Linked DNA regions of Mus musculus: region 2 is linked to region 1. The links are chromatin contacts, called in public promoter capture Hi-C maps. All regions are on one chromosome and are shown on one strand. The core of a region is the stretch at or near the end of the contact, and the rest is flanking DNA. Distances in the headings are between cores, read along the strand shown.

The links. Promoter capture Hi-C pulls out the DNA fragments that hold promoters and counts their contacts.
Region 2: a contact with region 1 is called in a promoter capture Hi-C map of neutrophils, with 4 times the contacts expected there. The contact joins the promoter of Ifi27 here to the enhancer-like site in region 1. A contact is called at or near these places in 5 of 39 promoter capture datasets (the C10 cell line, embryonic stem cells, liver and 2 more) and 1 of 484 Hi-C or Micro-C datasets (CD8 T cells).

What each region holds. Positions count from the first base shown.
Region 1 is chr12:101,992,470-101,998,742 of GRCm38.p6, forward strand. Cpsf2 (cleavage and polyadenylation specific factor 2) reads left to right here. Exons shown (of 15, transcript NM_016856.3): 9 at 4,350-4,450; 10 at 4,786-4,986; 11 at 6,068-6,220. Among named protein-coding and RNA genes, the nearest start is that of Cpsf2, 20 kb to the left of the region's middle. Within about 2 kb of position 2,567, at least 56 of the 459 cell types and tissues checked have an H3K27ac peak or open chromatin away from gene starts, as enhancers often do. A contact at or near this core is called in neutrophils, where this site is marked.
Region 2 is chr12:103,431,448-103,438,604 of GRCm38.p6, forward strand. It overlaps Ifi27 (interferon, alpha-inducible protein 27), which reads left to right and starts at 2,742. Exons shown (of 6, transcript NM_194067.2): 1 at 2,742-2,903; 2 at 3,975-4,126; 3 at 5,116-5,235; 4 at 6,229-6,258. The coding sequence starts at 4,009. It also overlaps a transcript of Ifi27l2a not described here.

The sequences.
Region 1 (6,273 bases), core at 1,317-3,816:
GAGAGGCTTTCGTTTAAAAGGCTACTTAGTGTGCTCTGGTTCTGTCTCTGCTCACACCCTCCTTCCTTCTCTCCCACCGCCATGTCCTGCCCTCTACTGTGATCACACCAGAGCAGTGTGTACTCTTGTTCTTGCCCCCAGCTTGCCAGCTTCTTCATAGGAAAAGCAGCGCTTCCATGGACTCATGTGAGACCACACTCTTGTTCCAGAAGTGTGTACACTGCCCAGTAGCTGTGGTAACTGACTTCTCACACACAGCATTCCCATGGGGCCTGCCCCCAGGTCGTCGCTATCACCATTCCCCGTCCTGACCCTCCGGCTCCCTGCTCTTCAGTGACTTCCTGTAGCACTTATCCCTTTTTTTTTCATTTTGATTATCATTGTTCTTACTGAGTGAGGCAATCCCTTCTTATGGTCTGAGCTGCATGTCCCTGCTAGGGACACGGAACAGTTTCTCACATACCTGTCGGCCATTTGTCTTCTTTTGAGAAACGTCTGTTTAAATCTGTTGCACATTTTTTTTTTTTTTTTTTAAAGATTTATTTATTATTATATGTAAGTACACTGTAGCTGTCTTCAGACACTCCAGAAGAGGGCGCCAGATCTTGTTACGGATGGTTATGAGCCACCATGTGGTTGCTGGGATTTGAACTCTGGACCTTCGGAAGAGCAGTCGGGTGCTCTTACCCACTGAGCCATCTCACCAGCCCCTGTTGCACATTTCTAGACCATCTCATGTGGATTTCTTACTGTTTTGAGAGTTCCTTGTGTGTTCTGAGTATCAGCCTGTTGTCAGATGTTTTCTCTTACCTGGAGGCTGCTTCTGGTCTCTACTCTGGTGGCTGTGCTGTTTCTTTGCTACAGAGGTGCTTTGTCATTTCCTTATGCTTTGGGGGAGGGGGGCAACCCATATTCACTGTGGTCACACAGGGTCTGGTTTTTATTGTTTTGTTTTGTTGTATTGAATAGGGTCTCACTGTATATCCTAGCTGTTTTTGTAGACCAGGCTGGCCTTGAACTCAAAGAGATCTGCCTGCCTCCTCTTCCCAAGTACTGGGATAGAAGGGTATATACCACTGCGCTCAGCAAGCAACCAATCTTCTGACCCACGCACATTCCACACACACTGTTCAGTGCACTGCTTATCCTTAGCAGTTCTGCCTGTAGGAGAATCGCATGATTTACCCTGGCTGGCTCCTTGTCCTCTCAGTCTGTTTAAAGGGCCTCAGCTACAACTATCTAGTTGGTACAACTTTGTATTATTTTTGTTAGTTTTTATTACCAAGTATTCTTTATTGTTGTCTTTTGCCACCAAATTGAATAAAGTTCCAGAAGAAGAGGAAATTTTTTCATATTCTGAGTGGCCAGACTAGTGCCTAATATCCTAATCTGCTGGTTACCATCACAATGACAAAGGCTGAGTTCCTACCAGGCCAGGTCACTGACACACCAGCGTTTACTATGGAGTCTGACTTTTCATGAACACACAGTGTCTGAGAAACCTAAGCCTTGATCATTTAGAAGAAGAAACCCAGTAATCTTAAAATAGTAATGTTAAAACAATTAACAGACTGGAAGTTTAGGATTAAGGAATTAGGCTAGATTAGGAAAAAAGCATAATTTGGAATGATATAGTGCAAGTGTAGAAGCAATATATCTTAGGGCCGATTTTCTGGAAGCTTTATTAATACAGCAGTTATTTCAGATATCTGAACTGGAATATAAAACAGACGTATGTATGTATGTATGTATGTATGTATGTATGTAGATGGGGTCTTGTTACATAGTTAGTTCATCCTGGCCAGAAACTCTAAATTCTTCCCCCTAAGACTCCTGAGTTCTGAGATTACAGGTTTGAACCAACCAGGAGGCCAAGACAAACTTTTTTTTTTTTTTTTTTTTTAAACAAGAGGTACAAGTTAAATCAAGGAATTAAATACTTATTTAAAATTTGTGGGCAAGGTATCTATGTGAGTTGCTAACATTTTATAATTTTAAATCATGTTTCAAGTAAGCTACTAGCCAAATGTGAGATGCCACATTTGTGAGCATTTGTCACTTAATTTGGAATTAATTTTTAATTTTTATTTTGAAATAGTTTCAAATTTAACCAAAAGTTGCAAAAAAATAGCGTGAATGTTTCAACTACCCAATTGTCAGGGTTTTAGCTGGATTTGCTGTATCACATCTTTATCACACAAGCAGAGCATTACACACACATTTTGAAAGAAATAGCAGTTATTCTAGCCTTGCCTTACCTTGGATAGTACTACAGTGTATGATGTGGAAACAGGAGCCACAGAAAAAAGGAGATAAACTCTGACCCTGCCAACTCTAGCCGGTTGGTACAACAGTGTCCTTTTAAGTCACGTGTTCCAGTTTTGTCCAAGAGTGCCCAGGAGTACATGTTGCATTGATTCCTTGTGAATTGACATTGAAAAATTGCTAATAATTTTTAGGTTAGCATGCAAAGTGGTGAGTTTCATTATAGCATTTTCATCTACACATGAGCTGCTGTGCTTTGCTCTCCCCCCTGCCCACACTCGCTCCCTTCCTTCCTCAAAATAGTTCCTCTTTCTGCTCTTACCAAGCTTATCCCATTACTGTCTCTACTTCTCCCTTCATATCTCTTCTGCCTTTCCCATGATCCCCTTTCTAGTTCATGATCTCCCAACATATACACACACACACACACACACACACACAAATTAAAATCTAGGCTCTGTTTGCATTAACTGTTTTCTTATTCTTTTATATATGTGGATGCTTTGCCTGCTTATATGTCTGCACCACGTGCATGTCTCGTGCCCATGGAGGCCTGAAGAGGGTATGCCTCCAGACAGTTGTGTACTGCTATGTGTATTCCAAGAATTGTAGCCAGATCATCTGGAAGAGCAGTCAGTCCTCAACCTCTGAGCCCCTTGGTCTCTTTATGTTTTTAAATCGTTATGTATATACACGTGTATATACACATGGTGCACTCATGGAAGTCCAAGGACAGCTTTCTGGAGTTGGTTCTCTCCTTGCACAGTGGGTTCTAGGGTTGGAGCTTAGGTTACGGGGCCTTCATGGCAGTGAAGTGTTTTCCTCACTGAGCCATCTCGCCAGCCCCAAGGATTCTCTAGTTTTCAAGGTACTCTGATGATAAAAACTGCTAATTCAGTTGTTGCATGTTGATGAATTTGCCCAGTTCTTATTATTTTAAATGTTACTACTATATACTTTTTAAAAACATCTCTTTTAGTAGATTGAATTCTAGAAATAGGAAGATCTATGTCATAAGACAAGCACAGTTTAATTTTTGTTAGCAAATTATCTTCTGACAGTTTGCTAATAATATCTGCTGGAAACACTGTAATGTACCTGTCTTAGTCAGGGTTTCTCTTCCTGCACAAACATCATGACCAAGAAGCAAGTTGGGGAGGAAAGGGTTTATTCAGCTTACAATTCCATACTGCTGTTTATCACCAAGGAAGTCAGGACTGGAACTCAAACAGGTCAGGAAGCAGGAACTGATGCAGAGGCCACGGAGGGATGTTCCTTACTGGCTTGCTTCCCCTGGCTTGCTCAGCCTGCTCTCTTATAGAACCAAGACTACCAGCCCAGAGATGGTCCCACCCACAAGGGGCCTTTCCCCTTTGATCACTAATTGAGAAAATGCCTTACAGTTGGATCTCATGGAGGCATTTCCTCAACTGAAGCTCCTTTTTCTGTGATAACTCCAGCTGTGTCAAGTTGACACAAAACTAGCCAGTACAGTACCCTTTGCCCAGGTAGCAGTTGGCATTTCCAGTCTTGCAGATTAAGCAAATTGTGATAGCTTCTATGTGTTACCTGTGTCAACAACCACTAATAAATTAAGTGATGTGTCTGTGGCTATAAGCCGTCCGTGTTCCTTACTGTTTAAGTGTCCTCTGCATAGTTTGTCCTTTTTGATGTGGCATCTTTTTCTTGATATGGAGAGTTCTTAGGAATGCATGGCTTCTGACGGCCATAGTACAGCCGTATTTTCATCTTTTCTTTCAGTTCTGTGAGATTTTAAGACTTTTATTTTCTCTATGTGTTTTCCATGTATTCTCTATCCATTTTTTTCCTTATGACTTTGGGGCTTTCTGTGACTTTTCTCCTTCCCTCTCCTCCTTTCCCCAGTTGACTGGCGTAACGTAACAAGTTTGACATAAATCCGTCAGCTCCCACAGCTCACTCTTAGTACCTGTAGTCTAAGTGAGCTATAATGTTGTGTCATGGAAACCTGACTAATTTCAGAGAAGAATTCACTTGATGACGCATCTCATGCCCGCTGCCCAGCTTTCCTGACACTGCCTTTGCTTTTGTCTATATTTCCTTAGCTGAGGAAACGTGTGAAGCTTGAAGGGAAAGAACTTGAGGAATATGTGGAAAAAGAAAAACTCAAGAAAGAAGCTGCTAAGAAACTGGAGCAGTCGAAAGAGTGAGTCGCTTTTCTCAAGAGCAACTTCTGAGCTACTCAGGTTAAGTCTGCATAGACTGTAAAAAGAATGCGCTTGTAGGACTTAGCACTCAACGGAAATAACTTAAATTTCCTTAGGGCTCTATGACTTTTATTAAACTTTTTAAATTGCAACAATAAAATCTTTTCAGTGCTAATAATACCAACTTATTAGGCAAATTAATGTGTTTTTACAAAATATTGATCAACTGTTAATATGGTTGGGGTCAATGTTGGAGAGTAACTTATTCATAGTTTTACAAATATGAAGTCAAAGTGTCTCAGGGACATGATGACCTGTTGCCAAACCCTCACAGGGCAGACATCGACTCCAGTGACGAGAGTGACGTGGAGGAAGACGTGGACCAGCCATCGGCTCACAAGACAAAGCACGACCTGATGATGAAGGGGGAAGGCAGCCGCAAAGGGAGCTTCTTCAAACAGGCCAAGAAGTCCTACCCCATGTTTCCTGCCCCAGAGGAAAGAATTAAATGGGACGAGTATGGCGAGATCATCAAGTACGTGAGCAACACAAACTGTCTGGGCTCCATGACTTTGATCTCTGTGGTCACCGTGAGCTTGGCTGCCAAAGTGCCTTGGCGTGAAAAGAACAGAAGGCTTCTGATTTGAAGCTCAAAAGTAGAAATGCTGAGGGCCACTCTGAGCATTCGTAGTAAAGGGAAAGTGTAGTTTCGTTCCTTAGTTACAGGAAGGTTTTAACAAAGACACTTTAGACATCCTTTCCCCCAGTTAAGAGGTAAGGGACATGCTGTGGAGAAAGAGAAAAAGAACTTCTGTTTGTGGTTGTATTTATTTGTAGGAAGCTTTGTTGCTTTGATTTTTTTAGGGAGTAGTTGGAGGAAATGGAGGGAGGCTTAGGGTTCAAACCCGTGGCTAATACACACTCAGCAATTAGTCCACCACTGGGTTACCCTCTGTCACATTGAAGGTTTGTTTATAAGGTGTCCAGCCTGCATCATTTTAAATGTGCTTTAAGTGGTTGTTACTGCTATTGTTATTCTGTGGTTTTTACAACTGGAGATGTTGGCTGTGGGGGAAAAGGAGCTGTAGCAACCTGGGTGCTGGAGAATAAGGCCTGGGTTCCTAGACGTAAGAATGAATTAGAAAGTTAAAATGATGACCACAGGGCTGGAGAAGTGTAAAACCAGCTGTCCCACACTTCAGTAATGCTCACAGGGAGAACTACACACACACATATGTACACTCACTCATAAGTAAATTATAGAAAGATGCAGGGCCAGACTACAGGAGTGCTCATTACAGCCATTCTGATCTTCTCACTGGTCTACAGCATCCTTAAAGAATTTGCTTGGACTGGAGATGTAGCTCAGGAATAGCATGCTTGCCTCGGTTGTACAAGGTACTGCTAGCTAACTAAATAAATAGCACTCTTCAGTGGTTATGAAAAACACTGTACATGTAGTCATCTGATGATTAATATTATGTATTCCTTAGCTTTGAGTTAAATGAATATTTAAGTCTTAAAATACATGAGTCTTAAAATTCTGTTAGTCAATTACATATGTTACATAATGTTAGCATGCCTTCCACATGTCTAATTAGAGACTCACTGTTTAGACCAGAAGATTTCTTAGTGCCAGAACTTCAGGCTACTGAAGAAGAAAAAAGCAAATTAGAATCTGGCTTGACAAATGGAGAGGAACCCATGGACCAGGACCTGTCTGATGTTCCCACCAAGTGTGTTTCTGCAACAGAGTCTATTGAGATAAAGTGAGTGCCTTGGTGGGGTTGGAAACTTAGATTATAAGATGGTTTCAAGCACT
Region 2 (7,157 bases), core at 1,492-3,991, 1.4 Mb after region 1:
GACCTGGATCTTGGCATGGAGATCTTGAGGCATAGTGGCTATGAATTCCAGAAGATTAAGACATGGACATCTCTGAGTTCAAGGTCATCTGGGACAAAGCGTGATCCAGGCATGGTGGCACACACTTTTAATCTGGACCATACCTTCTGCTGGAGACCTACATAAGGACAGTGGAAGAAGGAAGATTTACTCTCTCTCTCTCTCTCCTTCACCTGCTTGCCTTGTGGGACTGAGCAACTGCTAGATCCTTGGACTTCCATTCACAGACCCTGCTGACCACTGTTGGGAGTTGGACTCCAGACTGTAAGTCACCAACAAATTCCCTTACTATATAGAGACTACCCATAAGTTCTGTGATTCTAGAGAACCCTGACTAATACAAACTCTGTCCATGCAAGGTAAGCAATCTACCACTAAGACACATCACTAACCTTTGGCTGTCTGATATATGGCCCTGCGATTAAAGCCAGGTTGCCCTTGACCTCTACAACTTCAGGCTACACATTGACAAGCACTGGAATATCTGGGATACATGACCATGCCCACTGCTCCTTCTAACTGTCCAATCAAATACATCAGGCCAGGCATGGTGATGCACACTTTTAATCTCAGCATTCAGGAGGCAGAGGCAGGTGGATCTCTATGATTCAGAGACCAGTCTGGTCTACACAGTGAGTCCCAGTACAGAAGAGAAACAAAAGACAAAACCAAACCAAAAATAAAGAGAGAAAGAGAGAGAGAGAGAGAGAGAGAGAGAGAGAGAGAGAGAGAGAGAGAGAGAAAGACACAAATCCAAATAATCTAATGATTAGCAAAATAATACTACAGAAAAACTCTTCTAGGTTGGGGATGCATCTCAATGGTAGAATGCTTGCCTAGTGTACACAGAGCCTTGGATTTTGTCCTCATTATGGAAGAAACCAGGCATGGTGATATATGCATATAATCCAGCACTCTCCCAAGCAGAAGATTCAAGGTCATCCTTAGAGGCACGCTTAGTGTAAGGCTAGCCTTAGCTAAAATTCACTTATTCTATCAAATTTTACAACATTTATTGTTGACATAACCCTCCTAAGGGCTAAAGTTCTGTTTTAAGTTTAAAGAACTGTGCTTTAGAGATATATACTATATATTATATGTGATATCAAATAATCCTGTCATCTTATAAGCCCCACTTGCCCAAGGTCAGACAACTTCCTGGAAGGTCTGGGGTTGATATGTATGGAAGACAACAAGCCACTGGTGTTTTCACTTCAGTAAACAATACTGGTTGCCCTAACTGCACAGGCCGTGCTTGATTGAAGTTAGGCAGGAAGTACATAGACAGAAAAGAAGTCTGGATGTGTGCTTCCCATGAGTGGATGTACGCTTGCCCCTGATTGAATGTATGCTTGCCTCTGATTGGGTGGAAGTGAGACGGACAAAGCTCTTTGCCTTTATTGTACTTTTTGAATATTCTGTAGTTATAGCAATTATATGCCTTCCCAGTGAGAAAAACATCCACACACTTGAGGATTAGAAAAGAGAAGGTGGGATGGAGAGTTGGCTCAGTAGTCAAAAGCACTTCTTGTTGCACAGGATGCCCATGGCTCTCACCGCCTCTTCCAACACCAAGCACAGTGTGGTGCACAGATATATACACCCAGACACGATACTCATGCACATAAAAGAGTAAAAATAAATATACATTTTTTTTAAGGAAAAGGCTTCCTACTAGGCCTACAACTAGTAGTTGTGGTAACAGTGACAATAATAGGCTCTGGCTAATGTACAAAGATAACTGGACACAAGATTTTACTAACTTATTTACACCATAGGCTTAGCATTCGGCAGGAACTGTCACCCTTCGGTCTCTTTCAGTCCCAGCCCCAGGGTACACTTTGAATATTTAACCAGAGACAGGAGACTGAAAGTCAGGCAGCTTGGACAGATGGGAGATTTATACAGCAAAGGTATTGCCGGAATTATTTTTAATTTCACCAGTGTTGTTCCTTTTGAATGTTTGCAACCCAGGTCTATCTTGCCTGCATGCAGAATTCAGCCTTTCTTAATAAGAGGTTAGGGGGTTTGATGGCAGACTAGGACTTAAAGGTGGCTGTGACCTTGAGGTGCTCTCTTGAGTTGCCCTTTAGAGCCTGTTCTTTGATATGGGGAGGGAACAAAGGTCTGATTATGAGTCAAGGTTGTTGCCCGTTGTTACAGGAACGGAGCCAGATTTGGGTTCATTCTTGGTGAACAACAGCAAAAACCTTCTCAGCCACCCTAAACTTCAATCATGGTACAAAATTTTATTTTCTACAGTGTATAAGAAACCCAGTGATATTTCACTTTCATTCCTTTCATATTGGAGACATTCCAGTTTGTGTAATTTAATATTAAATTCGACTTCGTGCAACTTAATATTTTCTAAGTGACATTATTAATAAATGTTTACAACCTCAATTTTATTACTTCAAGTTTCTCCCACAGCACTGTCACTGGAAGGAAAAAAACCCACTGGCAAACGTGTTATATTTTACAATACTTTGTAAACCGATTAACACTCAGAACCCTCAGTAAAAGAATAGTGAATTTTTCTTCCCAGCCAAAACAGCAGTGGGAATGGAAATTTTTCTCATTGGCTGCCTTCCATCACTGAGTGTTTCTTCAATCTGAGTGGATTTGTCGGGCCTGGAGAGAGCTGGGGAAATAGAAACCTATCTTATTGGCTGTCTTCAGTCACGGGGTGTATCTTCAACTAGAGTGGATTTGTCGGGCCTGGAGAGAGCTGGGGAAATCGAAACTTATTTCAGCAGCTGTCTTCAGTCACTGGGTGTGTCTTCCTGCACAGTGGACTTGACGGGCCTGGAGGGAGGAGAGGAAATTGAAACCTATCTCATCCTCTAGTTTATTTACATCATTGGGTATGTCTTCTTTGACCACAGTAGAGTTTTCCACTCTGAAATGAACTGGGTTTTCCAGAAACGAATCCAAGATCCAGCTGTTGGTAGTAGTGGGGGTGGGGATGTCAGTTGGGGTCTTCAGGAAATCTTCAGTGGGTAGGTCCAGAACAGAGACCCTACTCAGATGCCCCTAGGCCTAGGAGGCAAAAGTCCTCAGAGGCTGAAGGGAAGCCAATGTACAGGCTCTCTCAGAAGCCGTCTAGTTCTTGAAAAGGCACCTATCTATAAAGGTAATGGGTTATTTTTCCTAAGCTGGCGCAATGAGATAATTCAAGTCAGATTAATTCTATATAGGCAGATTTATCAGGAAGCTGCTCTCAGGCAAGATCACTGGCCACAAGGACCAAGTTCAGGGACCTCATTATGGTGATAGGAGGATGAGACAGAGACATGTGCATGCACCAAGAGAGAACAGAAGTCCAGGAAGAGACAGTTAGACACCAGCATGTCTGGACCATTTAGGGAAGAGGCCTGGGCTTATGGCAGCCCAGCCTTTGGGCTGGACAGTTCAAGGGTTGGGCCAGGGTATGCCAGGGAGGGACTGAGGGATGCTGGGAGAACCTGGAGGCCAGGTCTGGAACCTGGAGGTCAGGTCTGCTTTGACATGTCAAATATGCACCTCAGTCTCTTGTCCTTGGGTCTGAAACCAAATAGTGGGTGTGTTCCAAGAAGGAAGGGACCCCAGGCCCTATTAGTCTCTGAAGGCTAGAGGTTGGTGAAGTGAGCTATAAGGGTTAAGAGTAATGTAGTCAGCCTGCCACTTGTAAGCAGCTGGACCAGGCTGGTTTGGTGCCTAAGGTCTTTGCTATGGAGCCTTCTGGCCTGGAGTGAATCACTTGCACTGTCTAAAATGGCTCCTTAATCCCTACAAGAAGCAGGATCTCAGACCCTAGGGCTGGGGCCAAGCCCAGTGTGGCCACCAATTCTGAGCAGCCTCTCTCTCCAGCCGGGAGCCATTCAGTGTTTGCAGGTTCGTTGGTGGAATCCAGCTCTTGGTCTCCAATCTCATCAAAACTCCAATTCACTCCATAGATTCGGTTCCTGTTTGGAAACTTAACTGGTCCTCATGGCGTTTTCGGGCACAGGGACACTGGTGGCTTCCATTGTCTCCAAGATGACATCTTCAGCAGCCATGGTCAAAGCTGGAGGGGCAGTCTCTGGCACCATTCTAGCTGGTTCGAAGGGTGAGTGCCCATGGAAGAATGGAGAGTGGGCTGGGGGGTGGGGCTGGGGACAGCTATGGAGCATGTAGCATCCTGACCTCAGAGCTGCCCACTGTCTCACATCCCACATAGTCTTGACTCTGAAAAATACCTGAGGGAGCCAAGACTAGTGTAATGAGGCTGGGTCTGAGTCCCTAGAAACTCAGACCTACCTGCTTCACAGGGTCGTCCTCTGGAACTTTGGTCCCTGGGGTCTGGAGCTGGGTCCTCCCATCTCTTCTCACTGACTCACCAACAAGGTTCATCTTTTGTGGAACTGTCAGTCCTGCTGGCTGTACAAGCCGTGGTATGGACTTAAATAAAGTTAGCTCCTTCCTCCAGCTTGTGAAGGCCTCTCTGATTTTATTTATTTAATTCCCTTGCACGAATCTTCTTTCTCAGCCCCCAATTTCCAGCCTGCTGTGGAGATTTTCTTTATCATTTGCCTGACTGAAGAGGGCAATGGATAACATTCTCAATGGATAGCATTAGGGCACCCCGTTACTTTTCTCACACTTAGAAATGAGGCTCTTAAAAACCCACCCTAAGCCGGGCAGTGGTGGTGCACACCTTTAATCCCAGCACTCGGGAGGCAGAGGCAGGCAGATTTCTGAGTTCGAGGCCAGCCTGGTCTACAAAGTGAGTTCCAGGACAGCCAGGGCTACACAGAGAAACCCTGTCTCAGAAAAAAACCAAAAAAAAAAAAAAAAAAAAAAAAAAAGCAAACGAACAAACAAACAAACCCAAGAACTAACCAAACCAACCAAACAAACAAAAAAACCCACCCTAGAAGAAGATAAAAAAAATCAGCCCTTCTAAATCTATACAGAATCTTTGTGTAGCTTCTTTTTCTTTCTGTCACCCAGGGCAGACACTCTCAGCCCCCCACAGCAGTCTTTTCATGATGGTTTGAGTCCCTTCATGAGGGATACATTTCTGACCCCTCTCTGATCTGTGATTTTACCCTCCAGGGCTCATCCTGTTAACACAGAGTGCCCTGGGCTCTGCAACATCTGCACTTGGAGCACTGAAGGTTGGCACCATTTTATCTGGGTTCTCTGCCTCCACCTTGGCTGCTTCCCCCATTGGAGGTAACTGGCCCTGCATGTCCATCCCACACTCCTGCTTGGGACCCAGGTCTACATGGAGAACAATGACAAGCCACCTCTCTCATTCCTTTGTGCTTATCAGGGATTCAGAGGGATAGGAAATTTATCAGAGGAGGTAACTTAAGATCAGTAGAATGTTAGTGAATAGAACTTTATTGCATGCATTCACATCTTAATTGCTAGCCTATTACATTGGTTAGTTCATTGAGTTTTTCTAATGACCTCAGAGGAGGGTAACATCTCTCTCTCCCACTCCCCCTCCCCCTCTCTACTTCCCCTCCCCCTCTCCCTCTCTCTCTCCTCTTGGAATGGAGGCTCACTCTATAGCCCAGGCCAGCTCAGAGAGCACTATGGATGTAGCCCACCATGATTGACCTTAAGCTTGTCACAAGGTGTGGCCTTGTTGGAGAAGAAGTGTCACTGGGGGTAGTCTTTGAGTTGCAAAAGCATCACAACTACCTGCCTGGTGCCCTGCACCCTGTCACAATGATTGCTTATCCCTATGTCAGTGGCCCTCAGCCCTAAATTCTAGAGCCAGTACTCTGTGCTGGGAGGCTACACACGTGTTCTATGTATACCTACTTGACTACTGGTCTTTTTCCTTTTTTTCATAGAAGCCAGGGCAGTCACTCAACTACCAACGTGTATGGCAAGCCTCTGCTTTTGTCTGTTTTTTTGTTTTGCTGTAGAGGAACCTGCTTTGGTGGGCAGGGAGAAGAAAAGTGACTTCAGATTTTCCTTCCCCGCAGCAGGCAAAGCAGCAAGAAGGCAGAGAAAGGAAGGACAAAGCAAAATCTACCTGAAGGGTTTTGAGTTCTCCAGAGGCAAGCTGTCAGGACCTGCTCAGGGCAGAGCTATGCCCTGGGGTCTCTCTCAGGGATAGGCACACAGGGCTCATTCCTTCTTGTGAGCTTGGTGGTGGTGGTGGGGGGGGGGGATAGAGACCATTCTCACAGGATTGTTTTTTCTTTCTAGCCAAGGCTGTTGTGGCTGTGCTTGGGGGAGGTGAGTGACTTCACGCAATGGGTGCAGGTTCCCTCCTACCTCTCCCTGTAAGCATCAGAGCCAAGACATGCCCCATCTTGTCCCAGTTGGCTGTCCCAGAGGTAGTGGGGCAAACATGGTGATGAAATAGGGAACTGGTTGAAAGAAGGAACTAGAAAGAAGGAGTGTAGTGGTGTAGAGGCAGGAGAGGCCACACCTCCCTCAGTGCCCTTGTCCTCCTGGGAGAGCAGTCACCTTGTGACCTGGTGCATGATTTGAATTCCTTTGAGCTCCTAATTTTTACCCTGAAAGATAAAACGGAACTGTTTATCCCATTTAGTAATTACCAAGGGGGCTCTAGGACGGAAAAAGCACTTGGAATGTACTAGAGTTTGCTGTGTGTTGGGGTCTGAGAGTCGTCTCACATACCACATGAACACTGATCTTACTCGGAGAAGGCTAGTGTGTTGAGCATTCACCCCAGGTCTGATTGATCAAGGCCTCAGACAAGACTTAGGATCTAACTGCTATCTGGAACTATAATCCTACAGAGCTCTCAAGCCTGAAATCCACAAGTATCTGTGCCTAGTTATTTTACCAATCAGCATTGAGGGTTAGGAGACTTCCCTAGGAACATGTCTCTCTTGCACATTTATCCCTTTCCCATTGGGTATGGGTAATCAAGTGTGGTAGGGGACTTGCCTTGCCTAACTTTCACGTCGTAGTCTGCCAACCAGGATGTCAGTTACTCATGTTCATGAATATTTCTGTCAGTAGGATGTCAATTCTCCGGGAGGTCTTGGGAACTTAAAACTTTTTATAACCCCCGACTCAAGGTGGAAGTCTTATTTCAAATGGCTACTTATATTGTGTGGATTTCCTATTATGTTGGGGTCTATACCCAGAGCAACTTATATTGG